Regions from separate parts of the Sus scrofa genome. Here all the other regions are linked to region 3. The links are chromatin contacts, called in public Hi-C and promoter capture Hi-C maps. All regions are on one chromosome and are shown on one strand. Each heading gives the region's core, a stretch centred on a gene start, on an enhancer-like site or on the middle of the called end of the contact. The rest is flanking DNA. Distances are from core to core; before and after follow the strand shown. Region 1 holds the start of RPL17 (ribosomal protein L17). Region 2 overlaps MYO5B (unconventional myosin-Vb). Region 3 holds the start of SKA1 (spindle and kinetochore-associated protein 1).

The links. Promoter capture Hi-C pulls out the DNA fragments that hold promoters and counts their contacts. A called contact is a pair of places that touch in the nucleus more often than the background predicts.
Region 1: a contact with region 3 is called in a promoter capture Hi-C map of fetal liver, with 7 times the contacts expected there. The contact joins the promoter of RPL17 here to the promoter of SKA1 in region 3. A contact is called at or near these places in 1 of 5 promoter capture datasets (fetal liver), 12 of 47 Hi-C or Micro-C datasets (alveolar macrophages, blood, embryonic fibroblasts and 8 more) and 1 of 2 datasets of contacts at active chromatin or transcription factors (alveolar macrophages).
Region 2: a Hi-C map of liver shows a contact between it and region 3, with 4 times the contacts expected there. The contact joins the enhancer-like site here to the promoter of SKA1 in region 3. A contact is called at or near these places in 7 of 47 Hi-C or Micro-C datasets (alveolar macrophages, embryonic fibroblasts, liver and 4 more) and 2 of 2 datasets of contacts at active chromatin or transcription factors (alveolar macrophages and skeletal muscle).

The regions. Positions count from the first base shown.
Region 1 is chr1:99,046,495-99,050,588 of Sscrofa11.1, reverse strand. RPL17 (ribosomal protein L17) reads left to right here and starts at 2,183. Exons shown (of 7, transcript NM_001244558.1): 1 at 2,183-2,204; 2 at 2,967-3,019; 3 at 3,111-3,151; 4 at 3,899-4,033. The coding sequence starts at 2,980.
Region 2 is chr1:99,441,012-99,445,571 of Sscrofa11.1, reverse strand. All of the region lies in intron 29 of MYO5B (unconventional myosin-Vb), which reads left to right. Among named protein-coding and RNA genes, the nearest start is that of ACAA2, 130 kb to the right of the region's middle. Within about 2 kb of position 2,686, at least 4 of the 83 cell types and tissues checked have an H3K27ac peak or open chromatin away from gene starts, as enhancers often do. A contact at or near this core is called in liver, where this site is marked.
Region 3 is chr1:99,973,873-99,978,437 of Sscrofa11.1, reverse strand. It overlaps SKA1 (spindle and kinetochore-associated protein 1), which reads right to left and starts at 2,084. Exons shown (of 7, transcript XM_005654425.3): 1 at 1,895-2,084; 2 at 741-839. The coding sequence starts at 828.

The DNA of each region.
Region 1 (4,094 bases), core at 934-3,433, 930 kb after region 3:
GCCCTGAGGCATCTCAAATATCTCCCTGCAGAGTGATCTTTTCAAAAGTGAATCTGACCAGGTCACCTCCCCCATCCTCCAAGCATTTGAACACTTTCAAAAATCCCCCACTGACCTTAGGATAAATTTAAAACTTCTTGCCAAATAGTTTCCTTCAAGATCAGGTTCACCAATCCCCCTTATCTCTCCCCACCATGTCCAAAAGGAATCCGAACACTTGCAGTTCCCAGAGCAGACTTTTCTTTCTTTTTTTTTAGGGCTGTACCCACAGCCTATAGAAATTCCCAGGCTAAGAATCAAATTGGAGCTACAGCTGCCCATCCTATGCCACAGTCACAGCACTGCAGGATCCGAGCTGCATCTGAGACCTAAACCACAGCTCCAGGCAATGCCAGATCTTTAACCCACTGAGAGAGGCTGGGGATCAAACCTGCATCCTCATGGATCCTAGTAGTGTTTGTTAACCACTGAGCCAAGAAGGGAACTCCTCCAGAACAGAATTACCTTGCTGGCAATAATAATAATTCTTTTTCTCTTATTGTCATGGCCAGCTCTCTCCTTCTGGTCATTCATGGTGTAGCTGCCAAGTCATCTACTCAAGGGATGCTTTTCTACTCCAAGTGCTCACTCTAGCAATTTCACACCAAAGTATCCTAATTGGCCATTCACTTCTTAGTTCCCTACCTCTCTGTCCCTACCCTCATTCTAAGACTGTGGGTTCCCTAGATCTGGGACTTCCCTAGTGCCCATTAGAGCATAGCATTTAGCACAAAGTCAGGAATATGTGTTCAATGAATGTTCTTTGAATGGATTAAAGAACAAGTAAGCAGATTGCTAAGGATGACTGTATTTGTATTTCACTATTTTTTTCTTTTTTTTTTTTTTTGTCTTTTTGTCTGTCTTTTTGTCTTTTTAGGGCCACACCTGTGGCATATGGAGGTTCCCAAGCTAGGGGTCCAATCAGAGCTGTAGCTGCTAGCCTACGCCACAGCCACAGCAACACAGGATCTGAGCAGTGTCTGCGACCTACACCACAGCTCATGACAAAGCCAAATCCTTAACCCAATGAGCGGGGCCAGGGATCGAACCCATGTCCTCATGGATACTAATCAGGTTCCTTAACCATTGAGCTACGATGGGAACTCCTCACCATTGTCTTAATAACTAAGATTTCTAGACATAAATAAAATGAATAAAGAATTAGACAACAGAGGGAGTTCCCGTCGTGGTGCAGTGGTTAACAAATCTGACTAGGAACCATGAGGTTGTGGGTTCGATCCCTGGCCTTGCTCAGTGGGTTAAAGATCCGGCGTTGCCATGAGCTGTGGTGTAGGCCGCAGATGCAGCTCGGATCCTGCGTTGCTGTGGCTCTGGCATAGACTGGTGGCCACAGCTCCGATTCGACCCCTAACCTGGGAACCTCCATATGCCGCGGTAGTGGCCCAAGAAATGCCAAAAAAAAGACAAAAAAAAAAAAAAAAAAAAAAGAATTAGACAACAGATTGAAGTAAATACATATAAAATACAATTTAAAGAGTTCATTTACATTTTACAAGAAATTCATTAAGGCTGTAAAAAGAAGACCTAAAGCTAACTGTTACCATAAATCTAAGGGAATAAACCAGAAGAAGAGCTAGGTGAGGAAGAAAATTCCTCTTGGCATTTTGTTTCCAAGGAAGGGACATTCTTTCTCAGATGTGGATCTACAAATTGCACATCCCTTCAGTTAGTACATCCTTCACATGGCTTGCTGTACAATTGATTGGGTGATATTCTTATACTGAGAATTTTCTTATTACCATAACTACATCTCAGCATTTGCATCTTCTTTTTGTGTGTGTGTCTTATTAACTGTCGATTTATAAACCGCTTTCACATAATTACATAATCAAAACTAACAAACGTTGACGAATAAATGTCTCATCTATACCTAATAATACATGGTTCTGTCCTAGAATTACAAACACGTTTTTAATTCATTGATATTTAAAATCCATGACTTTCTTTCTGTATACAAAAAAAAAGGAGAATTTTGAGACAGTTCCTAAGGAGGAAATTCGTCAACATACTCCACACTCCCTTTTTCCTCCGCCCTCCTCCCCTCTTCAAATCTCGTTCCTTTGACTGGAAATATCGCGAGATGTCGAGTTCTCTTGAGTTCTCCCATGAGCCTCCGGTCTTTCTTTTCCAGTAAGCGGCCTGAGGTGAGTGTGTCTTCGTCTTTTCTTCGCGAGTGGTGAATCCTCCGGTTATCGCTGCCATCCTGACCTTGGCTGCACCGATTTCGAAATTCTTGGGGACAGGACCTTCGTGGTTACTGATTCTTAACTAGTGATGGTGTTCCTCCGTGCTGGGGGGACGTTTCGGAGTTAACAGCTTGACTCCCTGATGCTGTCCGGCCTCTGCCGCCGGCAGAGGGGCGAGATGCGCGGGAATGGGGGTGGCAGAGGTACAGGCAGTTTGTGGTCGGTGCTGACTCCTGAGGTCCAGTGTCTCGCGGTAAGTGGTGGCCGCTAATGAAGGGCGTTTGGGACTGAACGGAGAGATCTGGGGAAATAAGGTCAATTCGAGTCGCGGCTTTGTTTAGTTATTGGGTGTGTTTCACATTCAGTGGCACTGAACGTGGGTTAGAGCCTCGAAAGTGGAAAGATATAGAGGGAGCGTGTAGGGGGTTGTAGTTGGATTGAGTTATTTTGGCCTGAAGGATCCAGATTTGGATTGGAACACACGGTATCTTCTTGAGGGTTAAAGAGGGCTGCTGAGCTCCGTGTCAGCACTGCTGTAGTTAGCGTAGTTGCAAAGGGGATGGAACGCTGGATAGAAAGGGTGGCTGCGATACTGGCATTTCCTTGGACACCTTTGGATTAGTCATGGCAACTATTCTCTGAGCAGCTGCCTGCGTTGGGTCCATATATAAAGTATGAGTTACAATATGTATTGATAGCATTATGTTTGCTCGCTTCCAGGTGACCTCTAAAAATGGTTCGCTATTCACTCGACCCAGAAAACCCCACAAAATGTAAGTGAACAAGAAAAGAAACATTTTTTATTTTGGAGTAATAGGCTACAGGACACCCAAAATTAACACAAATTTTTTCTGTGTATTTTAGCATGCAAATCAAGAGGTTCAAATCTTCGTGTTCACTTTAAGGTATGTGAATCCACAGCTATACTCTACAAGAGTTGTTCCATGAGTTCTAGTGAGTGTTGTCACCATTGTGAAAAGGTAGCTGCAGTGATGTGTTTCTTAGGACACCTTTGGATTTACCATGAAAATAAATTGATTCTGAGCAGCTACCTTTTGGTACATATACATGTAAGGAGTGTGTTGCTTTAGCATTTGCAGAATTAGGAAAAAGTGCCAAAGAACTGCTTGGGAACCTAGTGTACAGATGAAGGTATGGAACATTGTAGATGACAGGATGACAGTGTAGGGCATAGGTGATTGACTCCACCTTCAAACCAAGCTTCCTTAGCTTTTTTTTTTTTTTTGTCTTTTTGTCTTTTTGTCTTTTTGTCTCTTCTAGGGCTGCTTCCGCAGCATATGGAGGTTCCCAGGCTAGGGGTCGAATCGGAGCTGTGACCCCACAGCTCACAGCAACGCCGGATCCTTAACCCACTGAGCAAGGCCAGGGATCGAACCTGCAACCTCATGGTTCCTAGTCAGATTCGTTAACCACTGCGCCACGACGGGAACTCCCCTTAGCTCTTGATCACAGAATTTTTAATTGCATTATTTCGTTATATTGTAATATTTCATTGTATTGATCACAGAATTTTATTATATAACATGGAAAAGTTGTAGGTGTTGGCAATGTTGACATTTTGAAAATCTTAGAATTTCATGTTTTAAAATTGTGATTATGGTTAACTCACAGCTTATATTATTTGTATTTAGAACACTCGTGAAACTGCCCAGGCCATTAAGGGTATGCATATTCGAAAAGCCACCAAGTATCTGAAAGACGTCACTCTACAGAAGCAATGTGTGCCATTCCGTCGTTACAATGGTGGAGTCGGTAGGTGTGCCCAGGTGAGAATTCATAGCTGCCATTTTAAAAGACAAATTGTAAAAGGAAAGTGTCTTTTATCTC
Region 2 (4,560 bases), core at 1,437-3,936, 530 kb after region 3:
CCGGCTGGGAGGGACTTTTCCCATTGAAACGGAAGCAGGCGCACAGTGAGCCTACCTGAGTGGTGATGGTGGGGAGCTGCTGCAGCTGTTTGCCGCTGCCGTCTTTACTTAGCCCAGCCGATGGGCACCCACAAGGGTGGGCTCCCTGCCCTGTCACTTAAGATACGGAACTCAGGCTACACACTGCAGATCCTGGATGGGAGAATGTAACCATTATTGACTAAAATAAATCTCCCTGGATTTTCATGAAATGACCACCTCTGATTCCCCCTCAAGGAAGAGTTACCCAGGGTTAAGGCGAAAGAAAATGACTGTCTGAGGGAGGCAGCAGCACCCTGGGACGCAAGATGGGACAGGGACCCCAAGGTAGTGCGGTCGAGTGTGTGCGCTGGGGAGCTCATTCACTCACCCGCTATTTAGGGACACTTCATTACTGCTCAATGCCCCAGTTTCCTATCTGTGAACTGGGAACAGTCATAACAGCTACTTTACTGTGGATGGTGACTGAGAAGATTAGGCGAGTCCGTGTAAAGCCCTCAGCACATTGCCTGCCTGCACTAAGCATGCAGTAAACATCAGTGCTGATACAGCCGCTGTTACTGCCTCTGCCTCCCTGTGCCTCTGAGGCCCTTGTAAAAACACAACTAACCTGTTCTCTGGCTCCCTTTCTCTTAAACCTCAGCTAATTGAATGTTGAGCAGTCACAAAGCATTTGTTCAAAATTGCTGAAAACAAGTGCATCCAGAAATTGTCAGTAGGTGGCACTGGGCGCAGCATGAACTTGTTGGCAGGCATGTGAGGGCTTCCTGGACATTGATTTCGAGATCTTCTCATCTAGCCCCTTTCTCATGGTTGAGGAAATGGAGCTGTGCAGGCTCACGGAGTCAGGGTGGCCTCCAGAAGGACTGACTCCCAGGACCGGCTGCCTCCAGCGCACTGCAGAGGTGATCCGAAGGTGAAGGCCCCCAGGAAGAAACTCGGGTTTTATTTCCAGAGAGATGTACTTCTTTTCTCTAAAGGAGGGAGAGGGGAAAATGAAGGTGAATCTCTGAATGCCAAAACCAAAGTCAAGATTTAGTCATTTTCAATTATCTTGGGTGACGATAAGAAAGGAGATGAATAAGAAAAAGAAGCACAGGTGATATTTGAAATTTAACAAAAAGAGAAAGAGGGAAACCGGGAGCTTGGTCCTGACAAGCGAGTGTGCATATCTTTGTGATCTTCATAAACCATCCCTGTTATCAGCTGCCTTTTATTCATCCAGATGGTTGTCAGGAATCCAGCCCCAACTATAGGTTTTCCCAGGGGAGGCTTAATACCCTGGATTTGTCTTCCTTTGCAGCAATAATGATGATGGTGATAAAATAAAAATAGCTTTTCTTATATCTTAAAATAATTCCATTCCCAGCAAGCCCAGGGTACAATAGTGAACTAATAGCCTGTGAAACCAAGTTAAGTACAGGAAAGAGCAGCCGCCTCGGGGTGGGGGTGGGGAGCCAGAGCCTGTCTCACCTGCAAATGACATTGGTGTTTTGTCTCCCTTCCAATCGCGGGAATCCCAGCAGCAGGGAGGACCACAGTGGGTAGGCTGGCAGGGCAGGAGGAATGGGCCTGCGATTCCTGGAGCCCGGCTGGCAAGGGCATCCTTCGCGATCAGGACCACCCCCCACAAAGGTGCTTTGAAGACAGAGTTGCTTTTCCTCGCCTACTATTTTCTTGAAATGGAGGATATTCTGCTTTAAATACAAACTGTATTATGCAGGGATGATTTTGGAGTCGGTGTGGTTGGAAAAATAATCTATGCTCTCCCCTAGGAAAAAACTCACACTTGTACACTTAATTTTGCTTAGATTTCAGGAGGAAGTGGAGACAACCCCCACCACCAGCACTGGATCACAGCCTCTTTAAGAGTCCTGGTCTCCAAGTTCAGAATTTCTTCATTTGCTAACTTGCATAGTTTATAGAGTTATTTTTTGACCTTTGCCACTGGGTCTTTGGTTTTCAAATTGTGGGAGAGAAGCCAGTGCTCAGGGTCTGCTCCGAGAAGAGCCCCAGGAATACATAGGGCCCTTCTGCTTCCAAATGCTCTCTCATTTTCACATCTTGGGAACCAAGGGAAACCAACATCATTATTACCATTTTATAAATGGCAGCGCTAAAGTAAAGAGAGGGCTAGTCCATGCCCAGAGACAGGCTGCCGCAGATAGGCAAGGTGCTGGGAGAAGCCTCCTTCCCAGGGCTGTCTGGAACCAAGCCTGCAGGGCCTACCTGGGGGAGACGGGCAAGTGGGCTGGCAGATGATCCCGGCTGCTCTCAGGCTGGCCTTGCCTCTGGCCTTGCCCCTGGGGGCAGGAGTGTGGCCAGGGCTCAGGCCTGGCTCTGCAAACATGCTCCTTTGGCCACGGGTCAGTTCAACCCAAGCCTTGCCAAGTCTGCGGAGCTCCACAGCAAGACTTAGAGTGCATTTCTAGACTTTTCCTCAGGTCCCAGGAAACCTCCTTGCAGGTCTTCTCTGCCCAGCAGGTACCAGGAAACAACAGGGGGCCCTTGGCACGGAGAGCAGCTGTGCTGTTGCCACCTGAGCTTGGGCAGGTGAACCTGGGATTGTTAGCCCCTAAAGAGCCTGCGCAGGAGAGGAGAGACCTTATCCAAACAGGAAGGAGTTAGTGCAGCCGCTTTAGGGTGCTCTTGGAGTTGACAGTCCTTTGGCCTTGAGCCCCAGCTGCTGCAGGCTGTCCTGCTGGGCAGGGCAGAGCAGGGAGGATTGACTGCTTGGCTCCTCTCACAGCACCCACTCAGCTGCTCCTGCCTTCTAGCGGTGATCATTCCCTTATGTTCCTCCAAGTTCTCGTGGTCCCGAGAGACATCAGCACCATGTCTGTCTCTGTGCGCACAGAGTGGTCTTTGTAGAAATGGGAAACCACCCTCTCAAGCTGGCAGGAACCTTGTCTGTTTCTGTCCACAGACAGCAGGTCCTTTCAATGGTGGTTAGGTCCTAGTTTCACAGTTTGTGCAGAGGGAAAGTAATAGTATCCCAGGCCTTTTTTGTGCATGACGTTTACAAATTTAGGTCATATAATTACAAATCTAGAAGAAACCTCTCAGGTTAACTCAGCCAAGCGCATTGACTTCACACGTGAAGAACAGGCCCAGGGCATGTAGGATTAACTGGGCCAGGAGTTTGTCAGCAGAGGGGAGCTGTCTTCTGGAGAGCCTGGCTCTCCAGCAGCTTCCTCAACCTGTATCTTGCTGCCTTCTGCAGTTGGAGACTCTCCCCGCTGCTTATTCGCGTGTGGCCATGGCCTCTTTGGGAACAGGGCTCAGCATGGTGGAACATTTGTGGGTTCTCCATGAATATGTTTTAAGATTAAGTGACATCAAGGATTTAGATTTAAAAAGTAAATTCCTGTAAGCTTGTTCAGGGTTTTCCTTCTGAAACCACCAGGTGGTGCTCCCTCTCCAACCCCCCCCCCCCAGTGGTGTGGGTGGAGCTGGAGAGAGACCCTTTCTTGGGGAACAAAGGATGGGCCTGGAGTTGGTTGACTGGTTTTTAATTTACTCATGTGCCTGACTTCCTGAGCGCTGTGGAATGACTGGGCGGCATGGTTCTCTGCTCTGCACTTTGTGCACAACGCCTGGTATGTTATGGAATTAAGGATGCCAACTTCCACACTCGTTTCCACCCCCCCCCCCCCCCCGCCTGCCCTGCTGGGGCCAGGCAGCCACTCCTCAGTGCCTGAGGGGCCAGCCAGTGTGAGGCAGGAAGAGGCTTAAGACCAAGGCCTGGAGACCACCTGACTTCCAGCGCAAGTGTCAGTGTCAGGCAGGTGGTTCCCACCTTGGCATCTCTGCATGCCTGGAAATGAGAAAGTTGGAGGACAGGGACCCGCCCACTGGGTTTAAAGCACTAGCTCAGCGGCCAAAAGGCCTGAGTTAAATAATGTAAGTGTTAAGGGGTTCCTGTTGTGGCTCAGTGCATTACAAACCCAACTAGTATCCATGAGAATGTGGGTTCAATCCCTGGCCTCGCTCAGTGAATTAAAGGATATGACATTGCTGTGAACCACGGTGTAGATCACAGACATGGCTCAGATCCCACTTGCCTGTGGTGTAGGCCGGCAGCTGCAGTTCGATTTGACCCCTAGCCTGGGAACTTACACATGCCACTGTTGTGCCCTACAAAAAAATAAAATAAGTGTAAATATCCAAGAAAGGGGAGGTGCTAAGCTGTGGGCTCCCCCTCATGCAGCCCAGGCCATGAGCGGATTTGCAGTGGTAAGCGGACACAGGCCAGCTGAGGGCTCCGAGAAGAGAGAGTGTCTGGAAAAGCCAGGCCCGGGCTGAGGGGCCAGAACCCTGACTAGGAGGGGTCCCAGGGTAAACTGACCAGCAGTAGCCCCCAGCCTGGCTGGAGGGAGAACAAGTGTGACGATGGAGCAAAAGCCCTGGGTGGCCCTTGAAGCATCCTCACCATTGGTTTTTACTCGGCTCCTTTGCAGATGCTTCAGAGTCAGGTCTGCTGTGGGTGTGACCAGCTGTGCCCAAGAAGCAGCCCGGGTG
Region 3 (4,565 bases), core at 835-3,334:
CAGGATAGGGGTCAAATCAGAGCTGCAGCCACCGACCTATGCCACAGCCACAGCAGTACCAGATCTGAGCCATGTCTGCTATCTACACCATAGCCCTTGGCAACACTGGATTCTTAACCCACTGAGCAAGGCCAGGGATCGAACCTGCGTCCTCATGGATCCTAGTCAGATTTGCCTCTGCCGAGCCATGACGTCAACTTGTGGATCCTCTATTTTTCTGCACTTCCATGACCTTATCCACTTTCAGCTCTTCAAAATATTTTGGGATATGGTTACAACCTCCAGATTTCTGGATGTGTAAAAAACTGATTTCATTTTCATTTAGTTATTTCTTAGGGATATAAATTGCTAAGTTTCCTCCAAAGCAGGCTGTAAGATGGGCTATGGGCTAATTCTACCTCTGTGGGTCTTTCCTACTTTTGATTTTCTTTGCCTTTTAGTAGCTCTATTTGCCTCCAGAACTAGAAAAATGCTACAGAACCTTCAAATCTTACTATTCTGCCTTGTGTGTGTCTCAGAAAAGCATTAAGTAAATAAATGTAATTAATAGAAAATTCACTGTTCAATGGAACCTGCATTTTAGTATCCACTGTAATATTCACAATACCAATGCTGGAGTGTTTTAAAAATCATTATTAGAAACTTAAAATCACCTAACATATCAGGTATATCACTCAAAGTGGCACAATAATCAAAATGCATTTATTATGTACAAAGCCAGTGGAATCTGTTTTACTTACCACAATTTCTTAACGACAGAGTTTTTTTAATATTGCCAATTTTTTCATTAATATGTGAGCACAGTTGTTCCAGATCTGACAAGGCCATCCTTTAAGCCGCTGAAGAAAAAAAACATATTTATTAAAAAAAAAAAAAAAAAAAAAAGCCAGACAAATTTCAGTTCACTTTCAAAAAAATCCAAGAATGGGAGTTCCCTTTGTGGCGCAGTAGAAACGAATCCGACTAGGAACCATGAGGTTCAGGTATGATCCCTGGCACTGCTCAGTGGGTTGAAGATCCCGCGTTGCTTGGGCTGTGGTGAAGCCCGGCAGCTGTAGCTCCCATTAGACCCCTAGCATGGGAACCTCCATATGCTGTGGGTACGGCCCTAAAAAGACCAAAAAAAAAAAGAGAGAGAGAGAGAGAGAAACTCCAAGAATGGTAAATATCCAGTAAGATACTTCTCGGAAAGAATATAGGAATTCCTGATGTGGTGCAGTGAGTTAAGGATCCAGCTGCGGCTGAGTGGATCCCTGGCCCAGGAAATTCCATATGACACTGGAGCGGCCAAAAAAGGGGGGTTGGGGGGAGAAAGTACAAAAACTCAACAGCAATTTCTTTGTTGTGAGCCACACGGGAAGTCCAACAGCAATTTCTTTCAATTCTATAAAATTCAGTTTCTAACCAAAGTCCAGTATTGACTTGTCCTAGAACCTTCTGTAGTTAATGTCCTACAAATCGGGGTCCAGGCGATAAGCGTGCATCATTTCCTTAAGGATTTAGAGGAACAAATGCACTATGTATATATAAAGTATTGGTAATTTATTTTTTTTAATGTTTTCTGTAAAAACTCAAAATACATAAAAATCTTAAAGAATTCTAAGTTCAAAGAAACAGGTCCAAGTAAACATTTCTGCTATGCTGTGGGGGTGGGAACTTTACTATTTAGGGTAAAGAGACGAGGGAGGGGAAGGAAAGAAATCAGGTACTATCTATCCGCTCACTCCGAGGATAGCTGACAAGTCTGCAGCATCCCCCCCAGCTCACCCAGCGAGGTAAAGTGAAGCTCTGCTCCTCCGCCCAACCCGGTCCGGCCCCGCGCGCCCCCCCCTCCGTCCGAACAATGCCTTCCGCCCGCTTTCCGAGGGCAAGATCTTCAACTCTAGGCTCCAACCTAGCGCGGGTCCCGCAGCGAAGAGCCCACCTACAGCGGTCGCGAAGCGTGTAGACCACTCCAGTCTCGGCCGGAAGTCCAGAATCGCGAGACTCAACTCCCGGAGCGAAATTCAAACTACCCGCCGGGACCCGGAGTCGCGCAAGCGCACTTCAGGGCTCTCGGACAGCGAGCTGAGGCGCGCCAAGCATTTCCGTGTTTATCCTGGGCCAAAGCTGGGCGGCGGCGGGGGCGAAGCGGGCAAAAGCTCAGCTGAGTCCGCTTTGGCGAGAAACAGAGCTAGGACGCCTGCCCTTCCTACTCCGTGCGGTAGCAGGTGATCTCAGTTGATCACCCACTCCTGACCTTGCTCCAGCCAGGAGTCAGTCGTTGTGGGAATCAAATCGCGAGCTGAAACAGCGGGTCTCCAAATTGGCTGCAAGTTAGAATCACCGGGGCAGTTTTTACAAATTCCAGTGCCTAAGCCGTACCCCAAATCAGTGAATTCACTCTGTTAGTGGGGTCCAAACCTTAATATTAAAAACAAACAAACAAAAACCCCAGCTAATTCCAAAAAGCAGCCAAGTTTGTGAGCTATAAGGCAGAGAGACTCTCTGCCTTCGTGGAGTTTACAGCTTCCGTAAGGGCGAATGCAAATTTAAAACGAGAAAAAAGTTTAGTTCTCCCTGTTGAAAAAAAGGGGAAATCATCCCAGGCCTGGTGTGGCAGTTCCACCATCATCAAGGATCCAGGATCCTTCCTTCTTTAGGCGCCACGGTCCCTGACATCACGCATTCTGGCGTTATGGTTGCTTGTGGTGCAAGATAATTGCCAGTTCCTTTCTCAGTTTTTTTTGTTTTGTTTTGTTTTTTGTCTTTTCTTGGGCCACTCCTGAGGCAGATGGAGGTTCCCAGGCTAGGGGTCTAATCGGAGCTGTAGCTGCCAGCCTACGCCAGAGCCACGTCTGCGACCTACACCACAGCTCACGGAAACGCCGGATGGTTAACCCACTGAGCAAGGGCAGGGATCGAACAGCAACCTCATGCTTCCTAGTCGGATTCGTTAACCACTGCGCCACGATGGGAACTCCCTTTCTCAGTTCTTTAAGAGGCAATGGTAACAAACAGGCTCACTTACTACCTGAAACAGCAACTTTAAAGAATTTTCTTGGAAACCACACCCAACGGCTTCTTTCCGCTTTCTACTGGTCACTCACATTTGCAAGTGAGACTAGAAAAAAAAATGATTAAACTTTTTTTGGATCTGGACAGTTACATTGCATCCTCAACAACATAGGAGTTCTTTTGGAAAGGGAGAATGAGAGAGCATAGGTGAATAGCTCCCTTGGCCATTTCTCCTTGTTTTTACGTTTCTTATTATGAGAGTTCTCCTGTGGCGCAACGGATCGCTGGAAGCGCTAGTTTCGGACCTGCACCTTGAAGGGCACCAGGCACAGGAGGTTAAGGATCTGGAGTTGCAGCAGTTGTGGCCCTAACCCTGGAAACTCCATAAGTTGCAGGGCTGCCAAAAACAAACAAACCTCTTTTATTATGGAAAATTTCAAACATTTGGTGTTAGAATTGTCCAAAGAACCCCCTCCTCAACTCATCATCCAGCTTTAACCATTGTTAATTTATCACAATGTTGTTTCATCTATTCCTCCTCTCATCACACCCCTTGCATACTGGAGTATCTTGAAGCAAATCTCAAACAGCATACTTTTTTCTTTTCTGTTCTTTTTTGTTTTGTTGTTCTTTGTTTTTTGGCCTCACCCAAGGCATGGGGAAGTTCCCGGGCCAGGGATCCAATCTGTGCCACTGCAGTGACCTGAGCCACAGCAGCGGCAACCCCAGATCCTTAACCACTAGGCCACCAGGGAATACCCTCAAACATTTTATCTTTTCATCCAAAAACCTTCCCATATCTACCTCCTAAAGATAGAAACTTTTTTAAAGTTGTTTATTTTAAAAACTGTTGGTTTGTTTGAATTAGAATCCAAACAAGATTTACACATTGTTATTTGGTTGATACATTTTTTAAATCTCTTTCAATCTCAACACAAAGCCTTTCATTGTAGGACTAAATGTCAGGCTTAAAATGTCAATATTCTATGAAAAACAATGTAACAGAAATTCACCCTGCAGCATCCAGGACAAACATTATCAGCTTATCTCCCAGGAGAAAATAAGTAGGGAGAAGAAAGTATAAAGGCACTGAATACAAGAGGAGAGGTGGGGAAATGGAGAAAAAATATGAATTGAGCAATTGGATCACACTGCTACTTCTTTCTGGAACTGGTTTACTTGGCAGGACTCCTTGAGTTGCAATGACAGAAATTCAATCCAAACTGATTTAAGCAAGAAAAAAAAAAAGACTATTTGGCTTATAAAACTGTATAATTGTGTGTGTGTGTGTGTGTGTGTGTGTGTGTGTGTGTGTGTGTTTGGTTATAGCTGAACCCAGGTACTCAAACACACTGTTAAGAAAGCCATCTCCATCTCTCAGTTATGTGTTTTCTGTGTTGCTTCCATCCTCAGGCAGCCTTTCCCCTATGGTTGTCTCTTCAGAGGTGTACATTCAGTCTCCAGCCTTTCACAGTGGGTTTTAAGGATCCAGAGTTGCCACAGTTGCAGCATAGATCGCAGCTATGGCTAGGATTCCATCCCTGGCCTGGGAAATTCCACATGCTGTG